2 separate regions of the Sus scrofa genome follow, and region 1 is linked to region 2. Evidence: chromatin contacts called from public HiChIP or PLAC-seq data. All regions are on one chromosome and are shown on one strand. The core of a region is the stretch at or near the end of the contact, and the rest is flanking DNA. Distances in the headings are between cores, read along the strand shown. Region 1 holds the start of CYP3A29 (cytochrome P450 3A29). Region 2 has its middle 24 kb from the start of CYP3A22.

Region 1 (6,732 bases), core at 3,273-5,772, 130 kb before region 2:
AAAGTCTGACTCTAAGGAATGCAGCTGAATGGGCAATGACCAGGAGCCCCTTCCGGCTTTTCTCCTGATATTTAGGAGGACTGTGCCTCTCTGGGAGTCTGCACCTGGAAGAAGCGTCTCTTCACAATACTCACAAGACAGAACATCAAGTCCTGAGCTGAATCAGCCAGAGAGCTGGGCTGTCAGATTCAGGCAAAATCTGAGCTCCTAACAACTGCAAATAGAGGTGTGATGTAAAACCGGCCATGTGCTGGGTGGGGCCCAAGATGTCATTTCTACCACATATGAAATCTCAGAACTTCCTCCCGAGGAGAACAGTTTTACTGTGGAACTCAGCTGGAATTTGCAACCATAAGAAGCAAAGAGGGAGTTCAGACAACACACACCTTACGGTAGCCCAGGATATTTCCAAAATAAGGCAGAGGTCTTGGCCCAGGAATCCCCAGCTTCTTAAAAAGGCCATGTGAATACGTCCCATATCTATAAAGTGAAAGAGAAAACCAGGTCACAGGGATTATGGAACAGGGGCTGTCTCATAACTGACTCAGAACTGGAACAGTCGACCTAGGGAGGTAACATGTAGGCAATAAATAATATCGGCAACTCCCAAAGCAGTAGTTACAATCACTCATCACCTCCTCTCCCACCACCACTATGAGACCCGCAGAAGGTAATGATGATTAGCTAAACGCAGCCGAATTCTTCATGAATTGTAGAGTGAACACTTGATAGATGTTTTGACTTGGAGTGCTCCCAAGAGGTTCAGGCTGGAATTCTTCCAGGGAATTACTCAGATTTCTTTCATAACTTGACTCTTAGATGATTTGGAGAGTCTCATTCAAAGTAGAAATGAGAAATTTCTTTTTCCGTTACCACAATGAGCTTTTGCTTAAATGTGCCCCCATAAAAACAGTAAGTTATGGAGACCCTACTGTGACATTGTTCTTGCAATTTTCATGGATATTCTTATGCTTTTCTTTCCCTCTATGCCTTGACATGTCAGGATTTAATTCTGCTTGAATCTATCTTCATAATCATACTTTAGTAAACAATAGTGCTTCTATTGTCATAACAGAAATGTGAGTACTTTTCAGCCACACCCAAGTTTCTGTCCTCAGGCAATTTGGTTGACTTGAGCTACAGAGAAGGGTGAGTGACCATATGTTCCCTGAATATAAGTTCATAAATGAACCAATGACTCGTGAATCCATTTCCAGACCATTCTTTCTCGAATGGTACCTGGGCTTACAACTTATGGTACTCACCTGCTAAGCACAGTGCCCCAAGCACACTCATTTTTTCAAGATGTTCAGTCACAAAATAGTTACTTTACTGCCTCTGTGCATTAACTATCCCCAAAAGCCATTAAGACTGGTTCTTTCTATGCCTCATGGACCCAGAATTCATCTTCCTGTGTCCTGTGTGGAATTCCACAACTGTGGGTTTTAATTCTTGCAGATCCTCTCAGTCTGGTGTTGCTCAGAGATGAGACTGGAGGAAAAGAGAGGCTGAGGGAAGAGGTTGCCAGCAACAGTTTTAACCATGAAGTTGCTAAGCCTCCAAGACCAATACTGTAGAGGCAAATTAGGAAGACGGGGCTGAAAAGTGTGCTATGTATAAATGGTTCAACATGTCCTGCAGGTGTTTTCAGCTAAAAGTAGGCCTTTCACACTTCAGGTACCTTCTTGCCAATAGCAAAAAAAAAAAAGTCATTGTGTGGTATAAAATGAATAGCCATAAAATGTTTCAGATTGGTGGATTAAGACCTGTCTCTTCTTTGATGCTGAGCTTTTAAGGTCTTTAGGTTCCAGATATTCTGTACAAATCCATCACATCTTATAATATGCGACAAAATAAACACAAAAATTGCATGAGGGAAATTGCATTGTTTGAAGATGCAGCATGGGCACCTTGGCCAAGCACAGCTGAGTGTTTGGATCTTTCCTCCAGAAGAGTTGGTGGAGGAGCGAACATCAGTTTCCAAAAAGGGAGTGACCTGGGCTATGCCCACCCTAGTTCCTTCCTCAGCCATCATAACCAGGGAAAATCAGTTTCTCCTTCTAAACTCTCAATGTGTTGCATGAACTCAAGACTGATGCCAAGACACAACTACAGATTATCATGTTAAGTGAAGTAAGTAAGAAAAATGCCATATGATATCACTTATATGTGCAGTCTAAAATATGGCACAAATGAACCTAGGTATACAATATAAACAGAGTCACAGACATAGAGAACAAATTTTTTGTTACCAGGGGTGGGGCCTGAGGGGAGGGAATGGGTTGGCAGGAAGTTGGGATTAACAGAAGCAAAGGATTCCATTTAGAATGAAGAGACGTTAAGTCCAAGGCCCTTCTGTATACCTCAGGGAACTATAGCCAATCTCCTGGGATAGACCATGATGGAAAACTATATGTATATAGTTTGCTATATTGAAGAAATTGGCACAACACTATAAATCAACTATACTTTCAATTTTTTTTAAAGTGATGCCAAAACATTGAATGAATGTGTCTGAATTAATTGGTCCCAAGGAAAGATCTGGTCCAGTGTCTAACCACACATGATTTCATATAAAGGCAGAGTGTGGTCTGGGTGAATTCTTGGATTGCTTTCCAGCTTCGCATGGTTTGGGAAAGCTGCTTTGAGTAAAAAGGAAGGGCCTTACAATAAAGCCAATCATTCTTATTGTGTTCACACTGTGCTGGTATCAGGAAAACACTGTCTGCAGCTACTGACTCTTGGCGGCAGTAGTATCTTCTAAGGCTACTGTGACGTTTGCCTGGTACTGACACTACCTAATAACAGCCCCAGGGCCAGATGGACCACACATCATGTGACTTAGATGGTGACCCACCCCAGGCTTCAAGCAGATGAGATGCCAACTCTGCTGACCTCTGGTGGGACCAGGTCAGACGATCATCTCTGGGAGGTCTGCTCTGAGGAATGAGGACTATTCTTCCCTGCATCCTGACCCTCCCAGGATGCCTCCCCCATTATCACTGGCTCCCAGGCACACTTAACTCCCATGAGAGATTAAAATAACCTGCTGGCAGGTGTATTTAAAACAATCTATATCACAGAAGTATACATTTTTATACTAGATTTCATTTTCCTGACATGATGCTAGAAGTGTGAGCTTATTTACCAACTTTTATGGTCAAAAATACTGGAAAGCAGACCTCTTTTATCCTTTAGAAAGAACATGTGGGAAATTGTCTTATATCATTAACAAATCTATGATGAAGAATGAATTAAAAGCTATCAATTTTAAAATGTCAGGAGACAGAAAACGTGTTGCACATACCTGAATCACTATCGTTACTTTCCAAGAATTAAAACATTTATAGAGTTCATGTCATCATGACTTCTTGCTGTTTTCTAATAACAGTGAAATTGAGATAGAAGTCAAATGTGACATGGAGATGGGCCTTTCCTACCCACTCCTTTAAAGTAATCCCTTTCCCAGCCTGTTCTGTGGTGTCAAGAATCCCACACTGTTAGATGACCGTGATTCCTTGTCTAGTACTGTACTTAAAGGGAAAAAATAATTATAATACAAGTTGGAGTTTGGGACTTGCATGGGTCGTGAGCAGATTTCATATCATAGGGAAAATAAGTTTCTGTGTTAATGATAATCCTTCCAGAGATAGGAGGGAAAAGTGAAAGAAATGAATAAAATATCCAGATTTCTGCCAAGTCTCCTCTGTTCTACAGATTTCTGATTTGGGAGGTAGAGAGTTGTGCATAGAAAGAGTGGGGGATGGCACTCTTAGAGATGAGTGCCAAAGAGGGGGCATGGCGTGGGGGGGGAAGCTGAGTCTAAGAGACGGGCAATGTCTCCAGCCCCTGGGTGACCAGGTGCCTTATGTGAATGACACCTGGGGTAGGAGAAAGGGGACCAGGAACCCCTGAGTGACACAGGGGCCAGCTGCTCTACACATCTCTGGCAGCAGACCCAGAACCCAGAAGGTGAAGACAATGGGACAAAAACCCAGTTGACTTCATGTCTCCAGGACCCCCAGAGCTTGGGAAGGGAAGGGTACCCCCACTGCACAGGGACCCATTGGTTAAAATCTTCCTCTGGTGGATTCTGGTCCATGGAAACGGGTGGTCCACCAGAAGATCTTCCCTGGGAGCAAATAATGTCACTAAACTCTGCCAACTACAGAAAATAGGCACTTGGGGGCAGGAGGTTGGTTACTCCTTCCACGGGACTGAGTCAATGTCAATAATATCAATAATACTCCCTTTGCTGTTTGTGGACCCACAGCTTAAGCACCCTTCCCTCCATTAAATCTGATCTTCAAATCAGTAAAGGGAAAGGGAGACCTGATTAACACCTAAGGCCAAGGTTACAGAGCAGACAAGTCTGGACGGCTACTCACAGATAGAGGAGCACCAGGCTGGTAGCCAGGAGAACCCAGGTCTCTGTGGAAAAGCCTGGGATCAGGTCCATGGCCACTGTCCTCGTGATTCTCTCCTCGGATTTTCCTTTTAGCTGGTTGTGCTGCGCTTTGCCTGCTGCTTTCACACCCAGTGATGACTCGCTGAGGCTGAAAGATTTATATGCTGGGAAGTGGGTGGAGCTGGGGTTGCAGCCAGTGAAAAAACACCAGTGCTCTTCCTGCAGGAGCCCTCCCCCCCTTGATAGTTGGCAAAGCACCATGGACAGTCAAGTTTGACCTCCTTTGAACTCATATTCTGTGCGAATTCAATAACAACTCAATAAGTGTTATCAGTAAGTCCAAAGGTTACAGAACTCAAATAAAACCACTAGCCATTAATCTCCTATAAAATGCCATGTCTCCCTTAAGCTGCCTGCACTCCAAAATACTTGAAATCCTCCAGACAACCTATATCTACAAATATTTACCCATGCAGTTTCCGCTGCCTAGAAATACCCCTCCTTCCCCAATAAGGCACCTTCTCATTCTTCAAATCTCAGCTCAGAAAGAATAGTCTATCTTAGAGTCATCCCTAACCAGCTTCCTTTACCAGGAATAACCACTTCCACTTCTAGGCAATTCCTATCCGCCTGAGCACAATTCTATTATCCTCCAGGACCCTGGTTTGTTTCCAAACCTGTTCCCTTACAGATCGAGGTTGTGGACACAGTCTGAGTATTAGTCACCCTTCCATCCTTGGTACCTAGCAGAGGTGGGCATCAGAAAGGTTGGTAGACTTGAATTGGTCGTCATGAGAAATCTGGGCCCCTGTGTTTCCTTTCCCTGTGACTCTTTGGTGACCACACCATATTCCTGGATAGTTAATGCAACAGAGGGCCTGGTGGGCCTTGGCCACCATCACTGGACATTCTAGATTATCCATCAGCATTCTATTGACAAGAGGGCTCCAGAAAGAGATGCAGGACTTGGAGGAGATGGTGATAGCTATACCAAAAACATTAATTTGGGCTGATTTCTATCCCACTGAGAGAGTCTTGCAGTAGACAGTGAGTCAGACAGAAGTGAAACAAGAAAGGACCTCTCTCTATAGGAAGACCACCACTTCTCAAACAATGGGTGTGAAGGGTGTGACGCAGGAAAGAAACCCAATGGCCAAGTGGACCCCAACCTCCTTATCCACCGAGATGTAGCTCATACAGCACAAAGGTCTCAAAAATGTTGGCATGATATTTTCATCCAGGGCAAAGGGCATCAGATTGGATGCCCCACTCTTTGACCAGTAGGGATTTTTCTTTAATGCAGCTGGTAGGAGGAGTCCTATAGACAGCTAGAAGTTGGGTGTCACCTGGGAGACACTGCCATACACCTGATGGGAGAGAAATTCATCCAGCTCATTAGTCTCCCTCTGAACCAAGTTTTGCATCTGTTTGGCAGAGAACCATGGACGATGTAAAAACCAAACCTCTGATGTTCTTAAACCTCAACGGAAATGGAAGACATTTAAGCGGCCCTTGTGCACTTCTCTCTCTCTTTATCCTTTTTCACTTTCAGTTCTTCTGGCCCGAAAGTCCCCAGAGCTGCCTCACACTGACCTGAGTGGGTGAGTGGCTCATTGGTAGCATGCAGTGAGTCCCAGCTCTGTCACTTGCCCTCTTTGATTTTCTGGGGAATGTGTCGTGCAGCATGAAATTTCTACCATCATCATTTGTCATCTTTGGGTTCAGGCTTTCTCCAGGAGGCACCTCTTAAAATCCAGAGCTGCCACTGGAAATTGTAATGTGTGAGTATACCTATTCCTCTGTGCATTGATTCAAAGCCAAGTGGGTGACTGTCAGGTCCAGGTCCTGTGCTGGGCTGTGGGCTATAAGCCATACAGTCCCCTCCCTTGGGAGCAGCCTCCCCATGGAGGCAGTGAGACATACAGCCAGGCCCAGAGTGGGGCACACCTCTGGAATCTCTGGGAAGTGGAGCCCTAAAGAGAGGTAACCAGGAGAGAAGAAGGTGCAAGGTGGAATATCAACAAAGGACAGAATTTGGAAGCTCAAAGATGATCCCGAGGCAAAGTAGGATAGAAAGTCCTAGGCATTCTCATGTGTTTCTGTCCCCTTTTCGTACCTCCTCTGGGCACCATGAAGTAGAATCATGTAGAAACTGAGGCTCATTGGTAGCATGCAGTGAGTCCCAGCTCTGTCACTTGCCCTCTTTGATTTTCTGGGGTGTGTGTCGTGCTTCCCAACAGCTTCCCAACAGCTGTGGATCAAAACATGTTATAAATAAGCTAATATGAAGAATGATTGGCAAGTCTTCTGCTGCTCTGAAATGC
Region 2 (6,684 bases), core at 1,178-3,677:
GGGAACTTCCATATGTCGTGGGTGCGGCCCCGAAAAGACCAAAAAAAGTGTGCCTGGGGTCATTCCTGCTGGGGCACAGTGGGTTAATGACCCGGCTCACCTCTGCGGTGTTGCCAGCTTGATCCCCAGCCCGGCACTATGGGTTACGGATCCAGCGCTGCTGCCGCTGTGGCATAGGTCACAGATGAGGCTCTGATTGACTCCTGATCCAGGAACTTCCATATGCTGCAGGTGAGCCTGAAAAAGGGGGGAAAAAGTGTTCCTGGGATAGACCATGAGGGAAAATAATATTTTTAAAAGAATGTGTGTGTGTGTGTGTGTGTGTGTGTGTGTGTGTGTGTGTGTGTGCACGTGTATGACTGAGTCACTGCTGTATAGCAGAAATTGGCACATTATAAATCAACTATACCTTTTTAAATTAAAAGTTAATTTACAACAATTATAGTTGATGTAAAATGTTTTTTCAGTTTCTGTTTGGAGCGAAGGGACCCAATCACACACAGTTCCCTGAGCTGGGCAGTTGGACCCCATTGCCCATCCATTCCAAATAAATCAACTATACTTTAATGAAAAAAATCGAAAATAAAATATGCACGCAGGGCTTTTTTTTAAGTGTCACTTAAGTGACACTTTTAAGTGTCACTTGATGAGACGCAAACAAGAAAACACGAGGCGTTCCGAAGAGCCATGACGACAACAGACCAAGGCAAAAATGAAAGGAAGAGGTGCAGGGCAGGCAAAAGTCTCTCTGAGGAGGTCAGATTGGTGCTGGGCCTTGGGTGACGAGACAGAGCTATGCGAGTACGTAGCGAAGGATTAACTCAGCAGACCTGAGCTGTGCAAACTCTGCATATTCCAGAGAAAGGTCTGATCCTGACCACCGCCAGGAAGGTAACTTTTAAGCCCTTGAAACAGGCTGCCAGTAAGAGCGTCTGTGTGACATGGGGTCCGTGGGCCACACCAGATAGTTTACGCCAACAGCGTGAACCCTGGGAGGGATCTCAGGCCATGCTCCCTCAGTTTGACCTTTGGAGCACCTGGAGACTGAAGAACTAAGGGCAGCCACATGCTTAGGTGACCAACCCTAAGGTAAGCCCTGGACAGCAAGGCTCAGGTGAGTGTCCCCTGTTGGCAACGCGTCACACATGCGGTCACGCGTCATTGCTGGGAGAGCTAAGGACTGTCTGTACCACTCTACTGGGCGGGGAAAGCTGGACGTTTGGGGCCTATCTGCCTCTTACCTTTGCTGATTTTTTTTTTTTTTTTTTTTTTGCTATTTCTTTGGGCCACTTCCGCGGCATATGGAGGTTCCCAGGCTAGGGGTCGAATTAGAGCTATAGCTGCTGGCCTACACCACAGCCACAGCAACAACAGATCCGAGCCACGTCTGCGACCTATACCACAGCTCACGGCAACGCCAGAGCCTTAACCCACTGAGCAGGGCCAGGGATCGAACTCGTGTCCTCATGGATACTAGTGGGGTTTGTTAGTGCTGAGCCGCAATGGGAACCCCTGGACGTCTTGATGGAAGTAAATTTGGTTTTACTGCTCCACCACCCAGCACCAGGCCTGGTGAGAAGAGCTTAGGAAGACATGCTTATCCAACTGAATGACCGTGAGGCACTTTTTATGCTCAGCCTTTCTCTCCTGGCTGGCCAAATTCTGACGCTTGGCCTCACCTCCCGTTCCAGGGCCTTCTACAAGCCACTCTCAAGCTCTTTCCCTGGACTCCAGCACAGCTCTCTGCGGGAGACCACACACAGAACTTGCTAGCTTGGAAGAGAAGGCATGTCTAAGGGCAGAAAGGTGGAGTGGAAGAAACAGGGCAGCAGCTCGAGTGGGCACAATAAGATGAGCTGAGAGGCCAAGGCTGAAGCAGCTCTTTTGGAGCAAGGGCCACCTCTAAAGGTGGAAAACAGACGTCAGAAGATGATGAAGCCAAGTGGACAAGGACCAGGCCTCCCATCAGCCTCATCCGGGACATCTTTATAAACTGAGGCAAAGTCAGAGATCCCATCACGGCTCAGCAGTTAGCGAACCCGACTAGCATCCAAGAGGACGCAGGTTCGATCCCTGGCCTTGCTCAGTGGCTTAAGATTCTGGTGTTGCCATGAGCTGTGGTGTAGGTCACAGACGCAGCTCAGATCCAACATTGCTGTAGCTGTGGTGTAGGCCGGCAGCCTCAGCTCCGATTGGACCTCGAGCCTGGGAACATCCATGTGCCACAGGTACGGCCCTAAAAAGACTTAGAGACAAAAAAAATAATAGTGATAAACGGAGGCAAAGTATTCCTTCTAAAAATGTGGTCAAGGGCCACAGAGGGTGTCTGAGGAGCACTAGAGAAGGAAGGGAGGGGAAAGCAGGGACCAGCTGGATCAGACCAGACATGAGATGGCAGAAGACATAAAGGAGAAACTACAACAGTGTTGCTGGGAGGAAGCCATCCTGGGAGGCTAGACCGGCAAGGTCTGCTCCAATCTGTCATTCACTCACTTGACCGTGGACAAGGCCCTCTTGCTCTCAACTCCCGGTCTGTCATATGGGAGGCAGTACTACCTGTTCTCTGTGCCCAGGTACGAGGATTCCATGAGCTAAGTTCAAAATGTCCCAGGTTGTCAACCTGGAAGACAGAGATAGAAAGCAAGGGGAGTGCCTGAGATCAGCAGCCAGATGGAGGATGTTGCAACTCACATTAAGTCACCGAGGATGACACATCTGATGGTGTTTTCCTGCAGTACCTCTTTGTTGGCATAATCCTTGTTGAATATTAGACAACAACCTCGACATGCCACATGAACCTTAGGAAGTTCAGACTATAACCAGACTAGTTCAGAAAAGTTCAAAAAAAGAACTCAACTTACTGCAGAAATACGCTCTTATGGGACAACTCTGGTGCCTGCCACTAAAAGCCAAGATTTCCGTGACAGCCTCGATTCTCTCAGAATATATACACGGAGAGAAAACCTAAAAGTGTGTTACTACATGCCCAGAAATTATACTCACACAAAAAAAGGCCTTACGGATACTGACTGAAATGTGATGGGCTTATTCCCATTAAATTATTGCAGGACTTTAATCAATAAATCGACACTGATGAAGTTACTTCAACAGTAACAGAAGCCAGAAATTTTCAAATACCTCTAAAGAAGGAATAGTCTCTGACAGGCTGCTGGAAATGGATTTGCTCTTTTTTTCTGTGCAGTAACTCAGAACCACACAAAACTATATAGTTCTAAATAAAGGCAAATAGATGGACGAATATAAAAACCTATGTTTTCATCATTTTGATTTGTTTAATTTTCTACTCTAAGATTTAAAGACAGAAGCACAAAAATAACTATAACTCTATATTAGCAGCTACACAACATACAAAGATGTCATTTATGACACTGATAGTATGAAGTCGGAAGGTGCAGAGCTATAACGAAGGAGAGTTTTATGGAGCTCCCATGTAATGTAGCACGTTAAGGATCCAGTGTTGTCACTGCTGTGGCTCAGGTTGCTACTGTGGTGTGGGTTTGATCCCTGGCCCAGAAACTTTCATATGCCATGGGCACAGCCAAAAAAAAAAAGAAAAAGAAGGATTCTTAGGCAACTGAAGTTAAGGAGTTTTTTGGGGGGGGGAGGCTGTGCCTGTGGCATATGGAAGTCCCCAGGCTAGTGGATGAATCAGAGCTGCAGCTGCCAGCCTACACCACAGCCACAGCATTGCCAGATCCAAGCTGCTTCTGCAACCTACAGGGCAGCTCACAGCAACACTGGATACTTTCACCCACTGAGCAAGGTCAGGGATCAAACCCACATCCTCATGGATACTAGTTAGGTTCGTTACCACTGAGCCGCAACAGGAACTCCTAGGCCAATATCCCTGATGAACAGAGATGCAAAAATTCTCAGTAAAATACTATTAAACCAAATTCCACAGCACATTAAAAGGATTACACCCCATGATCAAGTGCAATCAACTAAATGGACAAAACTTTAGCTGGACTGGACAAAGAAAAAAGAGAGAGAAGACTGAAGTAACAAAATTAGAGAAAAAAAAAAGAGGGGACATGACTCGCAATTTTACAGAAATAAAAAGGATTATAAGAGAATGATATGAACAACTGCAGCCAACAAATTGGATAACTAAATGAAATGAATAAAATCCCAGAAGTATACAACCTGCCAAGAATGAATAAAGAAGAACTGGAAAATCTCAATACACCCATAACTAGTAAAGAGATTGAATCAGTGATCAAAAACTTCTCAACAAAGACAAGTTCAAGACAGACACGGCTTCAATGACAAATTCTACCAACCATCTAGGGGAAAATTAACACTAATCTTCCTCAAACGAGGAAGGAACAATTCCAAACAATTTTATGAGGCCAGCTTTAACCTGATGCCAAAGCCAGACAAAGACACTACAAGGAAGAAAACTACATACCAATGGGCCTAATGAATATTGGAGCAAAAATCCTCAACAAAATAATAGCAAACAGAATTCAAAAGAACATTCTAAGGCTCATACACCATGACAAAGTAGGATTTACTCCTGGACTGCAAGGAGGGTTCCACATACAAAAATCAATCAATATAATAGAGCACATAAACAGAATGAAGCGGGGGGCGGGGGGAAGCACTAGATCATCTCAAGTGATAGAGAATTATTTTACAAAATTCAACATCCTTTCATGATAAAAACACATAACAAATTAGGAATAGAAGGAAACTACCTCAGTGTAATAAAGGCCATATATGAAAAGCCCACAGCTAACATCACACTCAATGGTGAAAAGCTAAACGCTTTACCTCTAAGACAAGAAACAAGACAAGGGCCTTCACCACTTCTGTTCAAGATAACACTAGAAACCCCAGTCAGAGCAATCAGTCAAGAAAAAGAAAGAGGAGTTCCCGTTGTGGCCGTGGCGCAGTGGTTAACGAATCCAACTAGGAAAAATGAGGTTGCGGGTTCGGTCCCTGGCCTTGCTCAGTGGGTTAACGATCCAGCGTTGCCGTGAGCTGTGGTGTAGGTTGCAGATGCGGCTTGGATCCCGCGTTGCTGTGGCTCTGGCGTAGGCCAGTGGCTACAGCTCCGATTCGACCCCTAGCCTGGGAACCTCCATATGCCACGGGAGCAGCCCTAGAAATGGCAAAAAGACCAAAAAAAAAAAAAATAGAATTACCACCTGATCCTGCAAAGACCACTTCTTAGTCTATACCCAAAAGAAGTGAGAGCAAGACCTTGAAGAGCTATCTGTGCACTTGCTCACAGCAGCTCTGCTCACAGCAGCAGAAAGGTAGAGGCAAACCAAGTGTACAGACAGATGAGTGAAGAAACAAAATGTGCCACATCCATACAAGGGAGTGTTTTTCAGCCACAAAAAGGAGGGAATCCTGACCGTGCAGCCACACTGATGGCCCTTGAGGACTTTAAGTAATATAAGGTAGTCATGAAAGGACAAGTATTGTGTGAGATACTTAGAGTAGTCACATTCATAGAGATGGAAAGTAGAAGGGTGACTGTGAAAAGCAGAGGGAGAGGGAGAGACAGGGGGTTTTTAATGAATCAGGGTTTCATTTGGGGAAAATGAAAAGAGTCCAGGAGTTAACTGCCCACCATAGAAGTGTCTTCAACCTCACTGAACTGTATACTTTCCACGGTTAAGAAGATACAGTTCATATGCTTATTTTATTGCAGTTTTTTAAAACACTCATTGACATGAACCCTGGAGTTCTGATCTGATGGAATAAACAAGATGAATTCCCTGGACTGAAGAAAAGAGTAAGAAAATATTAAAATAGCCCCTGTAGACAAACATTACAAATTAAACCGCATAAAGCAACATCTTCCCAGGCGAAAACCCCACAGGAGGTGATGTGGAGCCCAGGAGAGTTGGGCCCAGCCAGGCCCAAGGTAATTACTACCTATGTGCTTTTAACAATGCCCACTGGGTCCTGCCCCCTAGAGGCCAAGAGCGGCTCTGCAAATAATCCAAGTGTGAGGCCCACACACCTCTCCTTGGCCCAAGAACCCAACCCTGCTCTCCGGCTCCTTGCTCTCCTGCCTTCCAGGCACAGATGTGCTCCTCACCCTGCTGTCCATGGGGCCCGGGGCTGTGTCTCTGGCTCTAGGCTGCTTCTGAGCGGTCTGCCCCTCCTTAGGGATGAAGAGTAAGTCAGGAGGAGGCAGGTTCCTCAGGTGGGGCGGCGGCAGTCAGGACAACTGGACAGGTCAGTATTAATGTGGGCACAAGAGGAAAGAGACACTCCTCTCCTGATGCCCCCCAAATGTATGAGCCCAAAGGCCTCTCCTCCACTTCTCAAAGATGGGAGACTGTAGGGGACCTTGGAAACCCTCTGGGAGTCCAACCCCATCACTTTCCAAGGAAGAAAGCAGAGTACAGAATTCCTAAAACCACACAGAGTTCGCTTCCTGGACAACCTCACTCAGCCCCTGCCCTCATTCCCCATGATGGAGGCCTGTCCAGTAATTCCATCCCTCCTAATGCTTATCCTTGAAAGAGACACCTGAAAATGTCTGCGAGCGTTAAGACAGGCTCCGAAGCAGAGCAGGTGACTGCCTGCAATGGCCTGATTTGCACATTTTGTGTTGAATGTAAGCAACTCAGTGGTTAACAAATCCAACTAGGAACCATGAGGTTGTGGGTTCGATCCCTGGCCTCAGTCAGTGGGTTA

The links. HiChIP or PLAC-seq counts read pairs in DNA pulled down with a chosen protein or histone mark.
Region 1: an H3K27ac HiChIP or PLAC-seq map of alveolar macrophages shows a contact between it and region 2. The contact joins the promoter of CYP3A29 here to the enhancer-like site in region 2. A contact is called at or near these places in 1 of 47 Hi-C or Micro-C datasets (liver) and 1 of 2 datasets of contacts at active chromatin or transcription factors (alveolar macrophages).

What each region holds. Positions count from the first base shown.
Region 1 is chr3:6,736,292-6,743,023 of Sscrofa11.1, reverse strand. It overlaps CYP3A29 (cytochrome P450 3A29), which reads right to left and starts at 4,522. Exons shown (of 15, transcript NM_214423.1): 1 at 4,389-4,522; 2 at 387-480. The coding sequence starts at 4,459.
Region 2 is chr3:6,599,459-6,606,142 of Sscrofa11.1, reverse strand. No RefSeq gene overlaps it. Among named protein-coding and RNA genes, the nearest start is that of CYP3A22, 24 kb to the left of the region's middle. Within about 2 kb of position 2,427, at least 2 of the 83 cell types and tissues checked have an H3K27ac peak or open chromatin away from gene starts, as enhancers often do. A contact at or near this core is called in alveolar macrophages, where this site is marked.